4 separate regions of the Mus musculus genome follow, and regions 2, 3 and 4 are each linked to region 1. A link is a contact called in public Hi-C and promoter capture Hi-C data. All regions are on one chromosome and are shown on one strand. The core of a region is the stretch at or near the end of the contact, and the rest is flanking DNA. Distances in the headings are between cores, read along the strand shown. Region 1 holds the start of Ssbp2 (single-stranded DNA binding protein 2). Region 2 overlaps Gm41014 (a long non-coding RNA gene). Region 3 overlaps Ssbp2 (single-stranded DNA binding protein 2). Region 4 has its middle 28 kb from the start of Gm41014.

What was found. Promoter capture Hi-C pulls out the DNA fragments that hold promoters and counts their contacts. Hi-C and Micro-C count contacts between places; a contact is called where the count stands out from the background.
Region 2: a contact with region 1 is called in a promoter capture Hi-C map of hippocampal neurons, with 2.1 times the contacts expected there. The contact joins the enhancer-like site here to the promoter of Ssbp2 in region 1. A contact is called at or near these places in 9 of 39 promoter capture datasets (the 3T3-L1 cell line, 3T3-L1-derived adipocytes, the C10 cell line and 5 more) and 1 of 115 datasets of contacts at active chromatin or transcription factors (large pre-B cells).
Region 3: a contact with region 1 is called in a promoter capture Hi-C map of the HPC-7 cell line. The contact joins the enhancer-like site here to the promoter of Ssbp2 in region 1. A contact is called at or near these places in 7 of 39 promoter capture datasets (the 3T3-L1 cell line, the C10 cell line, the HPC-7 cell line and 3 more), 1 of 15 datasets of contacts at CTCF or cohesin (the NIH/3T3 cell line), 2 of 484 Hi-C or Micro-C datasets (the G1E-ER4 cell line and the HPC-7 cell line), 9 of 115 datasets of contacts at active chromatin or transcription factors (the 230-238 cell line, the HPC-7 cell line, VIP interneurons and 6 more) and 3 of 9 other capture datasets (adipose tissue, liver and pancreatic islet).
Region 4: a contact with region 1 is called in a Hi-C map of the N1E-115 cell line, with 6 times the contacts expected there. The contact joins the enhancer-like site here to the promoter of Ssbp2 in region 1. A contact is called at or near these places in 5 of 39 promoter capture datasets (the 3T3-L1 cell line, 3T3-L1-derived adipocytes, the C10 cell line and 1 more), 7 of 484 Hi-C or Micro-C datasets (the AML12 cell line, the C10 cell line, the N1E-115 cell line and 4 more), 1 of 115 datasets of contacts at active chromatin or transcription factors (the SCID.adh cell line) and 2 of 9 other capture datasets (adipose tissue and liver).

The regions. Positions count from the first base shown.
Region 1 is chr13:91,459,540-91,462,934 of GRCm38.p6, reverse strand. It overlaps Ssbp2 (single-stranded DNA binding protein 2), which reads right to left and starts at 1,838. Exons shown (of 17, transcript NM_024272.4): 1 at 1,687-1,838. The coding sequence starts at 1,748.
Region 2 is chr13:91,273,385-91,276,918 of GRCm38.p6, reverse strand. The region is part of intron 1 of Gm41014 (a long non-coding RNA gene); the gene reads left to right. Among named protein-coding and RNA genes, the nearest start is that of Gm41014, 2.9 kb to the left of the region's middle. Within about 2 kb of position 2,123, at least 27 of the 459 cell types and tissues checked have an H3K27ac peak or open chromatin away from gene starts, as enhancers often do. A contact at or near this core is called in hippocampal neurons, where this site is marked.
Region 3 is chr13:91,613,022-91,616,068 of GRCm38.p6, reverse strand. All of the region lies in intron 4 of Ssbp2 (single-stranded DNA binding protein 2), which reads right to left. Among named protein-coding and RNA genes, the nearest start is that of Gm41016, 80 kb to the right of the region's middle. Within about 2 kb of position 1,703, at least 2 of the 459 cell types and tissues checked have an H3K27ac peak or open chromatin away from gene starts, as enhancers often do. A contact at or near this core is called in the HPC-7 cell line, where this site is marked.
Region 4 is chr13:91,304,683-91,308,056 of GRCm38.p6, reverse strand. No RefSeq gene overlaps it. Among named protein-coding and RNA genes, the nearest start is that of Gm41014, 28 kb to the right of the region's middle. Within about 2 kb of position 1,841, at least 34 of the 459 cell types and tissues checked have an H3K27ac peak or open chromatin away from gene starts, as enhancers often do. A contact at or near this core is called in the N1E-115 cell line, where this site is marked.

The DNA of each region.
Region 1 (3,395 bases), core at 589-3,088:
TTATAAACATTAAAGCATCCTCCTCCAGATGTTTTTATCAGATATATTACAGCCAAATGATTAATAAGCACACAGTAATATTTTAGAACTCCAAGTCCAGTAACTACAGTTTCTTAACCAGGCAATAAACACTGTATGTTTTTTATATTCCTTGTCACAGCAAGATCTTTAAAATACCAGGGGTGAAGGAATCAAAAACATCTCTCCATTAATGTTGTTGTTGTTGTTGTTGTTGTTGTGTTTTGTTTTCCTACATCAGGGCCTGCCACCTCTAAACCCTATGGGAATTGTGTGTGTATTGCTGCCAACACAAAGATTAGAACATGTTCCCCTCCCTGGGGCACAACAAACTTTCAAGGGTATGACTAACTGCCTAAGCAAGGGGGGTAAACTCCGTAGCCTACACATTTGGATTTTTTTATTTACCAAGCTGTTTTTGTATGCAAGAGACCCAGAGTACCTCTGAGAAGGACTTGCTCTCCCCCAGCCTGAGTCCCCTCAGCAAGACAGTATGTTCAATGACAAGGATAAGCTTGACGCCCCCCCCCCGCCCCCAGCAGACCCAGTACAGGGAATCAGTCTGAACATCTGCACATAGGAAAAAGGGGGGGGGGGAGGGTTCTTCCTCGGTGTCAGAGTCACTATTCGCTCTCATTTTAGTAACAACCAAATCGCCGTTACAAGTACACAAGAATAGCAGCCAACTAGCCTGCTCCGCAGCGTGCCGCGACCGTGGCACCTCGGCTCCCCAACGTCCTCCGGGTTCCCACCGAAGTTACCACCTGTATCCCCCACGACCCAGCGGAGCGGCTTGTGCCCAGCATCTCTGCCGCAGCCCCCACGCCGACCCGCGTCGGGTCCACACCGCGGGCAGCCCTCCTCGCGGCGCCGCCACGGCCCACGGGACCTGCCCTCCGCGCCCGCGGCCACCAACCCCCGGGGACACCGCAAGTCTCAAAAAGTTCTGGGGCCGCCGCCGAGCCGGTGTGCGGCGGGAGGCAGGAGCGCCAAGCTCTCGCGACCGACCCCGCGCGGGCCAGCACACACTCTCCCTCCGGGAACTCGGCGCTCCCACTCCCAAACTTCCCCCGCCGCCCCGGACCCGCCCGCCAGCCAGCTCGGCCTGCGCCGGGAGAACCCGCGGACCCGCGTCTCTGCGCCCGCCCGCCCGCCCGGCCCACGCCCGCACTTGCCCTCCGCGCCCCGCGGGGCCCCGCTTCCGCCCGCCCGGCCCGCCGTCCTCTCCCCTCTCCACGCTCGCGGGCCCCCGCCGCGGCCCCGCCGGACCCCGGCCGCCCCGCAGCCCGCGCCCCCCAGGCCCGCCGCGCGCCGCGGCCCGGCCGTCCTGGACCACAGCTCCAAAGTTACTTTGCGAGGAGGTGAAGCCGCGGGTGGTTCCCCTCAACCACCCAAACAAGTTTCCATCCCCGCCGCCGCCGTCCCCCCGCCACGCGCGTCCCTCCCGCCGCCCGCTGCCCGCGGCCACCCACCCGGGGGGCTCCCCCGTGGAGGCAGGCGGCCGCTCCCCGGAGCCGCGCGCCCCCGCCCCGCGCCTCCCCCTGCAGCCCACCCCCGGCTCCCCCGCGGCGGGGCGGCCGTGTGGCTGCGGTTCCCGGAGAGTGCGAGTGCGTGCGCGAGTGTGCGCGCGTGCGAAGGCGGAGGTGGCTGCGGCGCGGAGACACTCACTTCTCCCGGGCCTGGCTGTCGGACGGGACGGCGCTGCTGTTACTCTTGCCTTTGCCGTACATGCTTGTGCCGAGAGCAGCTCCCACTGTCACGCACCTGTCAACCCATCACAGCCTCCCCGGGAACAGCCCCGTCCCCATGGCGACCCACGCAGCCACCCCCACCATTGGCCGCCCCACGCCAGAGCTCCGCCCTCCTCGCCCTGGCAACGCGCGAGACTGACAGGCCTCCCCTCCCTCCGGCCTGCCGGAGCGCGCGGCGGCGGCTCGGCCTAAGCGGCAGTCTCCTCCCTCCCTCCCTCCCTCTCCCGCTCCCTCCCTCCCTCCCTCCTTCCCTCTCCGCCGCGCTCCCCCTCCCGCTCTCCTTCCCCCCTCCCCCTCCGAACCCGGGCGCTAGGGGGGAATTAGAAACTGCTCTAGAAGGATTTTAAACAACTGGCTGTTCCCTCCGCCGCCGCCCCGCCCCCCGCGCCGCCCGCGCCCGGCTCCTCACTGGAGAGAAGGCGCGGGGAGGAGGGGAAAGTGCGGCCTGGAGTGCCTGGCAGCGACTGCGGAACGGGAGTCGCGGCGGCCCCAGACTTCGGGGCGCCCGGCGAGTCCACAGGCGGACCCGCGGACCCGGCGCCGGGGTCCCGCCAACCTCCTCTCCCGCTCCTCTCCGGCCAGGCACCCCGGGTCCGTACCCGCGGTTGATCTCATCCCTCCTGTCTGGGGTGTCGCCCCAATCCCGTTCCCGGAGGGCCAGCAGGCCGGGGACGCCCGCTCTGAACCCTCGACCTTCTGGCTCAAGGACTGAGCGAACCTCTGTCTCTCCCTGGGAGGCACCGTGCCTCCCATTGGGGCGCCCGCTGAGGTGCTGTCGCCGGCTCTGAAGTCAAGCCCTGAATCCCAAAGGACCACCCTCCCTGGCGTCTGCCTCCTGTCTAAGAGGGGACTACACCCCCTCCCCTTCCCAAAGAGGTCAAGAGACCGACTCGTGGGACCGCAGTGGCCCAAGGCCTGGGTCCCTACCTCCCCAGTACTCTGCACAGACCTGCAGCAGACCAGGGGCCCAGGCATTCTCTACTCGGCCTGCTTTTATAGTTTGGATGGGCAATGTCATTTCAATTTGACCCTTGGACTGGAAAGATTCAGAGAAGGCCCTGAAAGACATCCCTGTATTTGCCCAGCAGAATAGGCCGCAGAGCCCAAGATGTGCAAAGCTGTGCCCAAGCTGAAAACTCCCGGAGAATATTTTTGGATCCAAGTCCCTAATCTCATTTCAGTGAATGCGCAAAAGTTTCTCAAGACACACGCAACCTGGTTTCTGATAGACTCCATCCTTTATTTTGTTAAAGATCCTTGGCTGTAAAATCAGACAGAGTAGAAATCCGGTTGAGAGAAGAGATGAGCTTCAAATGGGAGGTGACAGGGGAAGAGAGGTGCCATTGGGGTAGGACATGGAGACCTCAGAAAAGCATGAATAGAGGAGTAACGGTTATGCTAAGGAAAGGAAATAACATTCAAATGAGGAAGCATACCTTTCTATTGCACACAGCTTTAAGCATTTAGCAGTAGGATCATAAAAATGCATATGGAGATGCAGAGATAGATGGAAAGGAAAGAAATGGAGTTTGTGGGTTCTGATAGCAAGTGACAGAAATAAAACAGCAGAAGGTTAAAGAAGGGCAGTGAGTGAGACAGAGGGAGAGAATCAAAACGGGCTGGCAA
Region 2 (3,534 bases), core at 874-3,373, 190 kb after region 1:
TGGGTCTGAACTGACTTCTTCAATAAGAGTCTACAAACAGGTGCTAATGATTCCTGAAGAGCATATGGTGTAAACTCATGAGGAGGGATAAATGTGACATTCTGGATTGGACACAACAAAAGTGTGACCTTATCATGAGGTACCTCCTTGTAGCACTGTACTGGCTAGTTTTGTGTCAACGTGACACAACTGGAGTTATCACAGGAAAAGGAGCTTCAGGTGAGGAAATGCCTCCATGAGATCCAACTGTAAGGCATTTTCTCAATTAGTGATCAAGGGGGAAAGGCCCCTTGTGGGTAGGACCATCCCTGGGCTGGTAGTCTTGGGTTCTATAAGGGAGCAGGCTGAGCAAGCCAGAGGAAGCAAGCCAGTAAAGAACATCCCTCCATGGCCTCTGCATCAGCTCCTGCTTCCTGACCTGCTTGAGTTCCTTGGTGATGAATAGCAGTATGGAAGTGTAAGGCTAATAAACCCTTTCCTCCCCAACTTGCTTCTTGGTCATGATGTTTGTGCAGGAATAGAAACCCTGACTAAGACAAGCACTAACGTTTATTTATGATTTATTGAGACAGAGTTTTACTTAGTATCCCAGGCTAGCCTCAAACTCATGACAGTCCTTCTCTATTAACCTCCCAATTACTGAATTTACAGGGAATGAGTGGCCCTTTCTGTCTCTATCCCTGGCATTAAGCTATAACTCCATTTCTCTGTCTACCCTTAGAGCTTTGTGTTCACATTTTTGTTATATTCTAAAACAAGTCATCAATGAATTGGTGTGATGTCTGATGTATTTATAAAAAGATAAAGAGAGGGGGGATATGTTCTATGAAGGTGTAGTCAGGTATTCGGGAAAGGGGTGTCTCAGCAGGCCCATGCTGAGGCATTCCTTCCCAGTAAGGAACCAGCCACATGATGGTATAACATAGAGTTTATTTAGGGCCTGGGGCAGGAAGGTAAGATGATAGTAGAAGAGAGAGAAAGAGAGTAGAGGCTATCTATGAGCACGTGGAGAGAGAGGGGGAAGGGAATGGGGAGAGAGGGGAGGAGGGAAAGCAAGATTAAGAGAAAGCAAGAGAATGAAGAGCAGGCAAGCAGCCCCTTTTATAGTAAGTCAGGCATACCTGGCTGTTGCCAGGCAACTGTGGGGCAGAGCTTAGACAGAATGCTAACAATGTCTATTTTATTTTATAGTAAATGCTGTAGAACATATACACCTCTATATTTTAGTTTGATTCGTTTTGGTTTTGTGTTTTGTTTAGAGACAAATTCTCACTGTGCCACCTAGGCTGACTACGAACTTCTGAGCTCAAATGATTGTCTCCTTTAGCATCTGGAATAGCTGGGACCACAGGTGACTACTGCCACACTCACTCTAAGATTCACATACTTCTAAGTCTTTATGTTTGAATGAGGTCACCTTCTAAGTTTATAAAAAGGTCTATTTATGTTGAATGTGAGAAATAACCAGTTAGAAGTTTAAAATGTAGATTCTTTTTCTGGTAGGGGGAAGGGCAGTGTTCAATAGAGAGATCTCACTGGAACTCACTATGTAGGCCAGGCTAACCAAAACCCATAGAGATCCACCTGCCTCTGCCTTCTGAGTTCTGAGAGTAAAGGTGTACCTGGCTAAAGATGCAGATTCTAAGGCCAAACTCCACAGTCTAAGGTGTGATTGGGAAGTCTGTAGTTCTAAGTTAACCTCAAAGAACTCTAATATAGCCACAACTGTCCCCACACCAAGGCTTGAGAAGCACTGGAAGAAGGCAGAACGCCATGTAGGTAGGAGGGGATTAGTAGGACAGGGACCAGGAAGGGAAAAAGCAAAGAAGGTTTGGAAACATCATAAGGAAACTCATTACTCCTAGATTTAAAAACACACAAAGAGAAAACTATCGGAAAAAGACTTCCTGTAGCCGTTTGCTAGCTTGTCCAACACTTGTGGGAGGAAAGAACACCCCTTTGTCGTGCACTGAGTTTTCATTGGTCAGGAAATAAATAAATAAACAAACAGCATACACAGAAGGAAACAACGGCCAGAGCTTGCAATGCACAGCCCTCATGAGCGCGTTCACAGCTCTGTCTTGTCTCAGACTTCCCACTCAAAGCTGGAGAGTCCTTTGTGCACAAGAAGTGCCAGAGAAGGAGCACTGCTGTCCCTGGCAAGAGGCCCTGGCTAGAGGAGGGCCTCCTTACCCCCTTTCACCATTGTTACGGTAGTTGACTTTTGGCAAATCCCAGGGCCTGAGAGGAGGGGTGTGGGGACAGAGAGGAGGTTTCCAGTTTTTAATGAAACACAATTATTTTTAAAGTAACAGCAGTAAAGGAACCCCACATCTGAGGTGCTGGCGTGACTTGACATTTTGAAATATTACTGTTTTCTTGTTGTGTTTTCCATCTATGAAATGGCAACTTTCCTTGCAATTCAGGTATCTGGTAGACTAGTTTCTCTGTCAGTGAGCAGCAGCTTGTATCTGAAGTGCAAATTCCATCCTAGCAGTAGAGTCACTTCTCCTTTCTTGCTCTTTTAGTGTTTTCCTCCTTCCTAGTGACGCCCATCATAAGCCATGTGGCAGTTTCAAAACAGTCTTCCCACTCTTCAGCATCCCTCAGTCCTCTCTCCAGCCATCTGCCAGCATCCTGTGCTTGGATACTGTGCTCAGCCCTTCTTGATGTGCTCAGCTCCTTCCAGGCTGTTCTGGACATCACAGACAAAAACAATTATAAAAATTGTAATATATATATATATATAATTTCCCTAGAGTGAATGATCTTTTCTGGAGATATAGCTCAGTAGTAAATCACCCGAAACTATCTGGTTAACACACACACACACACACACACACACACACACACACACACACACACAGGCAAACTGATAAAAACAAGTAAGTCAGTAAAATGGTGTCACCCTACCCTTGCAACAACTACCTGGTTGTCTTTGAGCAGCATTCACTGCTCAGATAATTTTAGTACTCTGCTCTTTTGTTCAGATGGTTCTCCCTGTAAAGAAACGTAGGACCAATGTGTTTTGATCTGTCTATAGTCTAAGCATACCCTTCAGCAGTAGTAACCTGCTAGCTTGTCTATACATCAGAACTTAAGAGATAATTTTTTTTAAAAGACAATATCATTGGGGCTGGGCACCACACAATCTCTTGTTCTCAGCCTTTTGGTCAGTGGTTGTTTTCTGCAACAGTCTCCCATCTATTGCAAGGAGCAATTTCTTTGTTGAGGGGTGAGAACTATATTTATCTGTGGGTAGAAGGACAAATATTTAGAATTCAGATAGGGATTGTTTTGTTCTAGTATAGTAAAATGGCAGTTGTAAGTTCTCCAAAGTTCATGACCTCTACTGAGGACCCAGGTACTTGGCTAGATTTCCAATGCCAGGCATTAAAGTATAAGAGACAGGCCATGAATTTAAGATCGAGCAAGGGGTAAGGTACATGAGAGGGAGAGGGAGAGAGGAAAAAGAGGAAATGATGTAATTTAGCATTCTAGAAGTTTCTCTTTAGTCCAGGCTCATCCTCATAT
Region 3 (3,047 bases), core at 454-2,953, 150 kb before region 1:
AGCTAGAATATTGGCATAAATCACAAACGATGGGAGACATTTCTAAAAAGAGAAGAATATTCCAGAAAAGAAATTTATTTTCAAAGGAAGGGAGAGAAGGAAAGAACTTTCTGAAATACTGGTAACACCTTGCTTACTTCATATGGAACAGGATTTAAAGCAGAGCTGAGGATGAGCCAAGTGTCGGCTCGTGGTGAACAGAGAGTGCAGGCTAACATGCGCAGTACTCAGGCCTGCAGAAGGCTGTAACACGTTTGTCTTTCAACCTTAAGAATGGCTCATTCCATGGGAGCACTCTGCACCATCTCTGCAGAGCTTCTGCTCAGCATCAGACTTTTACTTTTCTTATTTTTAATATACAAACACTTCTTTTAGCCTGATTTTCAATCACCTACGCAAGACTTGATAACTTCCCTACCAATCCTCATTCAAACTGCTGGTTCAGTAGAACACTGTCTCTGGTCAGAATATCAACACACAGAGCTACACTTCAAGACCCATAACCACAGCATTGGGAAGCTGAAGCAAGAAAACCACAAGTTCAAGTTCAGCCTAGACCATGTGCCAAGAACCTGGGCCCATTTCCCAAATATATTATCAACATATATGACCACTGGAATACACTACAAAAGTTACAGAAATAAGTGAATAATAAAAATGTGGTATGTTTATAGAAAGGAATAATATTCAGATTATTAATAAAAATAAATTTATAAAATTTGTAGGTAAATGGATTTGTGAGTAAACTGAGAGCTGGAAACAATCCTGAGTGAGGTGACACAGTCTCAGAAAGTCAAATATCACATAGTTTCTCTCATCTGTGAATATTACCTTTGCATCAGATATGTGTCTCACTCAGAACCCCATATACATCTATACATCTCACAAGCTTCATCAGAAAAGCTTCTATTTGTAGTAGACGGTGATTAACTCGGAAAATTGCACGTGAGAACACACATGGCACATGAGGTCATTAGAGGAGAGAGGGTGGGAGGAGTAAGAGCTGGAGCAGAGGATGACTCCAAGTGACACCTTCAGGGCAGCGGCGCATGCTAACTCACAGTGTTGGCAGCAACACATCGTCGTTCTCTGTAGGTACAGCCCTAGGAAGGGGACCTGCTCAAGCAGAAGACTATATACTAGGGAATATTCTGACCAGTGCAAATTGGCCTTGTACATTCTTTCTCCAAAGGGCAGAATCGGATGGCTAGGGAAGGGGTGGATCTGTGGAAAGTGGGGTGGGCGGACTATGATCTAGAACTTCAGGCTCGCAAAGCAGGGACTGAAGAGAGACAATTATCAAGAACATTAAAGAAATGGGTGCTTTCTAGTTGTTAAATGAAAAATCAAACCATAACAAAATCATCATGTAAACTTCCATGACAGAAGCACAATCATGTGTGTTCCTCATGGTCCTGCATAGTAGCAGGGATGAGATGACAGTGTTTGTGTCCTAGCCACACCTTTTACAATGAATTAGTATCTGCATAACTAGCTTTATGATTTTCTCCTTTGTTCCTCTGTACAACCTCTCCCTGCCTTTTCTCCCTGCTTTTCATTCATGACTCCTTCCTTCCACCAACTGGTTTTTGGCTGAGATCACAATTTCAATAAAAAATAAAAGCTGCACAGTCAGGCGGGAAGCTAAGAAGCTTCCTCTCCTCAAATGTCATTAGTGACTTCCTGAGTACACAAGAAACAGATTAATTAAAGACGTTAAAGGAGGGGTAGTATAGTCAACAAAAACCCGCTTCACATTCATTTTGATCTCAGCCATGTGAACTCACGTTCACTATGATCACAGCCAGTGTGAACTCACATTTATGAGCACAGTCATGTGAACTCACTTTCATTCTGATCACAGCCAGTGTGAACTCCCACTCAATATAATCACCACAGACACGTGAACTCACACTCATTATGATCACCACAGACATGTGAACTCACATTTATTCTGATCACAGCCAAGTGAACAGTGAGACGCCATCTGGATATGACACCCTGCACACCTGGGGACAACAAGGGGAGTACTTGACAGAATGATGCTCATGGAGCGATTCCACTATGGCAAAGTGACTTCTACCATCTCCTTCAAAACTATTTCATGACACTACAGACAACACACTTCACTAACACATGACACTTCTTGCAAAAATATTTTCTTGAGGTTTTAGTAAATTCAAATTACTTCATTATCTATAATCAGTAGAAAAAGATAAAATTTCCTTCTCTCCCTCCCTCTTACACACACACACACACACACACACACACATGCCTATGTATATGGGTATAATTTAAATGCATGATTACTTTTATTTAGGACTATATAATTATTATTTATATATTTCATTGACACATGTTAAATTTCACAATTTGCAGCCAGAACATGCCTTATACATTCTGTTTCAAATCTCATTCTTTAATGATTTCTTTTTTATATATAAAATTACATAAAACCCCTCCTAACAAACTACATTTAAACTACTGAATCGTGTGTATTTAATTTGTATTCAAAGGGGAAATGGAATAAGGTTTGATTTGTTTTTCTATACAGCTTACAGGCAAGCTAGGCTTCAATCTTAAGACTGCTCTCAACAACTGATTTTGTATTATATGGAGAAAAGAAAACATTTATACTAATTTAAATAAAACATTAACTTAGATAAATTTTGTTAAAAATTAATTTTTCTTATTTGTCAAGAATTCTTAGCATCATATAGCCACTGAAATCAAGGCAATGCCTATCAAGACCCATTGAACTTTACAGCACGCATCTGGCTAGGACTACAGTGCAGATGGTGAGAGAAACTTCCAGTGAGCCTGCTAATAACAGTTCTCCACTGAGGTTATTTTCTCTAATTACCAACTTATTTTTGCTCAAATAAAATTTGTTTGCTTATAGAACAAAGCCCCCCCCCCATCTCCATTATAGACTCTACGTACCACAAAATAACTGCAATGTTCACTTCAAAATCAACCATTAGCATGAAACATAGCATTAAAAAGTTAACAACAGTTCCATAAACTAAAATGTGATATTTTATCTT
Region 4 (3,374 bases), core at 592-3,091, 150 kb after region 1:
TGATTTCTTTTTATAATCGAAGATTTATTTATTATTATATGTAAGTTCACTGTAGCTGTCTTCAGACACACCAGAAGAGGGCGTCAGATCTCATTACGGATGGTTGTCAGTCACCATGTGGTTGCTAGGATTTGAACTTGGGACCTTTGGAAGAACAGTCAGTGCTTCAGTGCTCTTAACCGCTGAGCCATATCTCCAGCCCTGAATATGATATTGTACATGTATGGTGTGTGTGTGTTTGTGTGTGTGTGTGTGTGTGTGTGTGTGTGTGTGTGTGTGTGTGTGTGTGTGTGTATGTGTGTGTGTGTGTGCGTGTGGTTTTCTTTTACAGTTCTGGGCGTCAAAACCAGGGCCCCTTGAACAGACTAAAGAAGTACTCTGACACCAAGCCACATTCCCATCCCCTTTAACATAATTTTGCTTGGTAATTCACAGATGAATTACAATGTGGAGCGTTATTAGTGTGTTCCTTGGCTATTTGTATATCTTCATTGGAGAAAAACATGTTTGCATTCTTTGCCTGTTTTAAATTGTTTTGTTTATCTTTTTATTTATTTGTTTTTTTTTGTTTTTGAGACAATGTTTCTCTGTGTAACCTTAGCTGTCCTGGAACTCCATCTGTAGACCAGGCTGGCCTTGAACTTACAGAAATCTGCCTGACTCTGCCTCCAGGTACAGGATCCGGCCTGTTGTAAATCGAGCCCAAGGGCATGCGCTCTGGCTGCAGTTGTCCACACTTGTCTGCAGTTGCAAAGGCTGAAAGGGGAGGATGGATACAAAGGGACCAGAAAATGAGTGGGATTGGGGTGCATGATGTGAAATTCAAAAAAATTAATAAAAAGTTTTTAAAGAAAGTGTGTCACTATCTCCAGGTCTGTTTATCTTTCATTACTGAATTATATGTGGTGAACTCTGTGTGTCAGCTTGGCTAGGTGGTGAGGCCCACCTCTTTGGTCAACTCTATGTTGTTGTCACTGTGTTTTGTAAATGTCTTTAGCATTTACTTTAAGTTAAGGAGATTGTGTGTGGCAATGTGGATCATTTCATCAGCTGATGGACAAAAGAGAAAATGCCTGGAAGAAAAAGGGGCCCGTCCTGAGGCTCTGACATAGATATCCAGCCAGGGTTTCTGCCCTGTGTGAGTTCTGTTGTTGCTCTTTACCATCTCAACTCTTTTCCTGGTGAATCTATTTCTATTCAGTCCAGAATGAAGAAATGATTCCACCCAGTGAGTTTCATGAGGTTATTCGCAGTACAGGTGACTCAAGCAGCTGACTCACCAAACCGTTGCCTGTCATAGTATGAAAGACAATCCAGGAGATGTGCATCACCGAGTCCTCTGTGCAGCTTGCAGGCAACAATGCCACTGGCACACCTCCTCCTCTCCCAGAATTGTTTATTACATATGTAGTCTCAGGAGGGGCTGTATGGGTGCTATGAGTGGCCTGAGTCTCGTGAGATACAAGGGAAAATTTCCAATTGAGAGGAAGCAGCTTTACAATATCTGGAGAAACATGGCTCTTGCAAGATCTGAACATTCTTTGTGTGTTTATATTCTGAGTAGTAGGCTTTAATCAATTACATGAAAATAAAATCCATGCTTGGTTAAGCCACTCCAGTTGCATTTGTTACACGTAGCTGTAAAATGAAACTCACAGGGCTTTCAGAGGATCAGTTAAGATGCTCAATTAATGCCACTGTTGTTGAAATTTGAATTAATTTAAAGAAATGAACTCTATACCACTCAGTCGGCCTTTAAGTATTATTCAGCAAATATATGTTGACGCCTGTTATCTATGAGACAATATGTAAGACACCATGTGGCTCAGCTGCCTGGCATGCTGCCCACTGCTCACACGGAATTCTGGCTAGTACCATGTTCTGCCGTCACCATCCTGTGACTCAGTGGAGGCTCGACATTTTCATTCTGCACAGGCAAAACACATCCTGTTATGAAAGACAGACAATTCTTTTAGTTGAGAATAATAACTGATGTTCCTAAAAACTTAGCATGTTATTCAAAAAACATTAAATTATACTAAGTAGTCTCCATTGGCGCAGACTGAGAAATTTGAATACATTTTAGAAATAGCTTATCAAACATGGCATAAACAAATGAAAAACTGACATTTAACTGGTAAGCTTTAGCTATCTGGGAGGGGAAAACCCCACTTATTTTGAACAGTCAAGTACCTGATAAAAGGAATGTCAATGTATTTTTGGATTAACAAGAAAGAGAAAACTGTAAGCTAAAAGAAAGCAGTTGTTACTAGAAAGGAGTTGGGAAGTTGTTAAGGTTTGGTGATGTTACAAATACAAACTTTCAATGGGACTGGTTCCTCTTCAGATAATGACTTAGTGTAACATACAGGAAGCAACCAGGTGGGAGACATTGGACAAATTATTCAACATATGTTAGTCTTAGTTTCCCTTTATATAAAAGTAGGTCAATGCATAGCTGACAACACCATGAAGATCATCATATTTTCAGCTCATGTCATATGAGGTATTCATAAATATCCCTTTCTTTTTCTTTTTTTTTTTTTAAGATTTCTTTATTTATTATATGTAAGTACACTGTAGCTGTCTTCAGACACTCCAGAAAAGGGAGTCAGATCTCGTTACGGATGGTTGTGAGCTGCCATGTGGTTGCTGGGATTTGAACTCAGGAACTTCGGAAGAGCAGCCGGGTGTTCTTACCTACTGAGCCATCTCACCAGCCCAAATATTCCTTTCTTAATGGGATAAATTAATACAGACATTGTTTTAAAAAACTGTAGGGAAGCACCAAAAAAACCTGAAAATATGCTACTATTAGTGAGTATTTGACCAAAAGAGTTGAAATTAGTTTATCAAAGACATATCTACATCCTCATGTTTACCTCAGTGCTATTTGTGAGGTTCAAGTAAGAAGCCGGGGTCGATTTGAGTAGAATTAATTGGGTTCTACTACAGTTAGAACCTACTATGTTTTATACTTTATTGTGAGCAAAGTAAGAGTACTTATCATCAAGATTATATACTTCCAGTGAAGGGGATTGTGGGGGATGTGAAAGTCAACCTTGTGAAGGGAAGAGTGGGAGGGAGAGTGAGGCACTACAGTCTCCTGATCTACTGTACATGGCATTAGATCTAAGATGGCTCCTAGCATGCCAGTGAGACAGCAGTAAGGAACGGAGGCCAGGGTGGGTGGAGGCTGCTTCCCTATCTCCAAGAAAGTCTCACAAGGCATGATTCTCTTGCACATCACCCCCTTCTGAGATACTTCATTAGGCAGGACTTTCATTGGAGCATGGTGGCGGTGTGGTGAGATATGATTGACTAAGGAGTTAGGGGGTTGAAATTGGCTCAAATACCACAAATAAACTTATGGG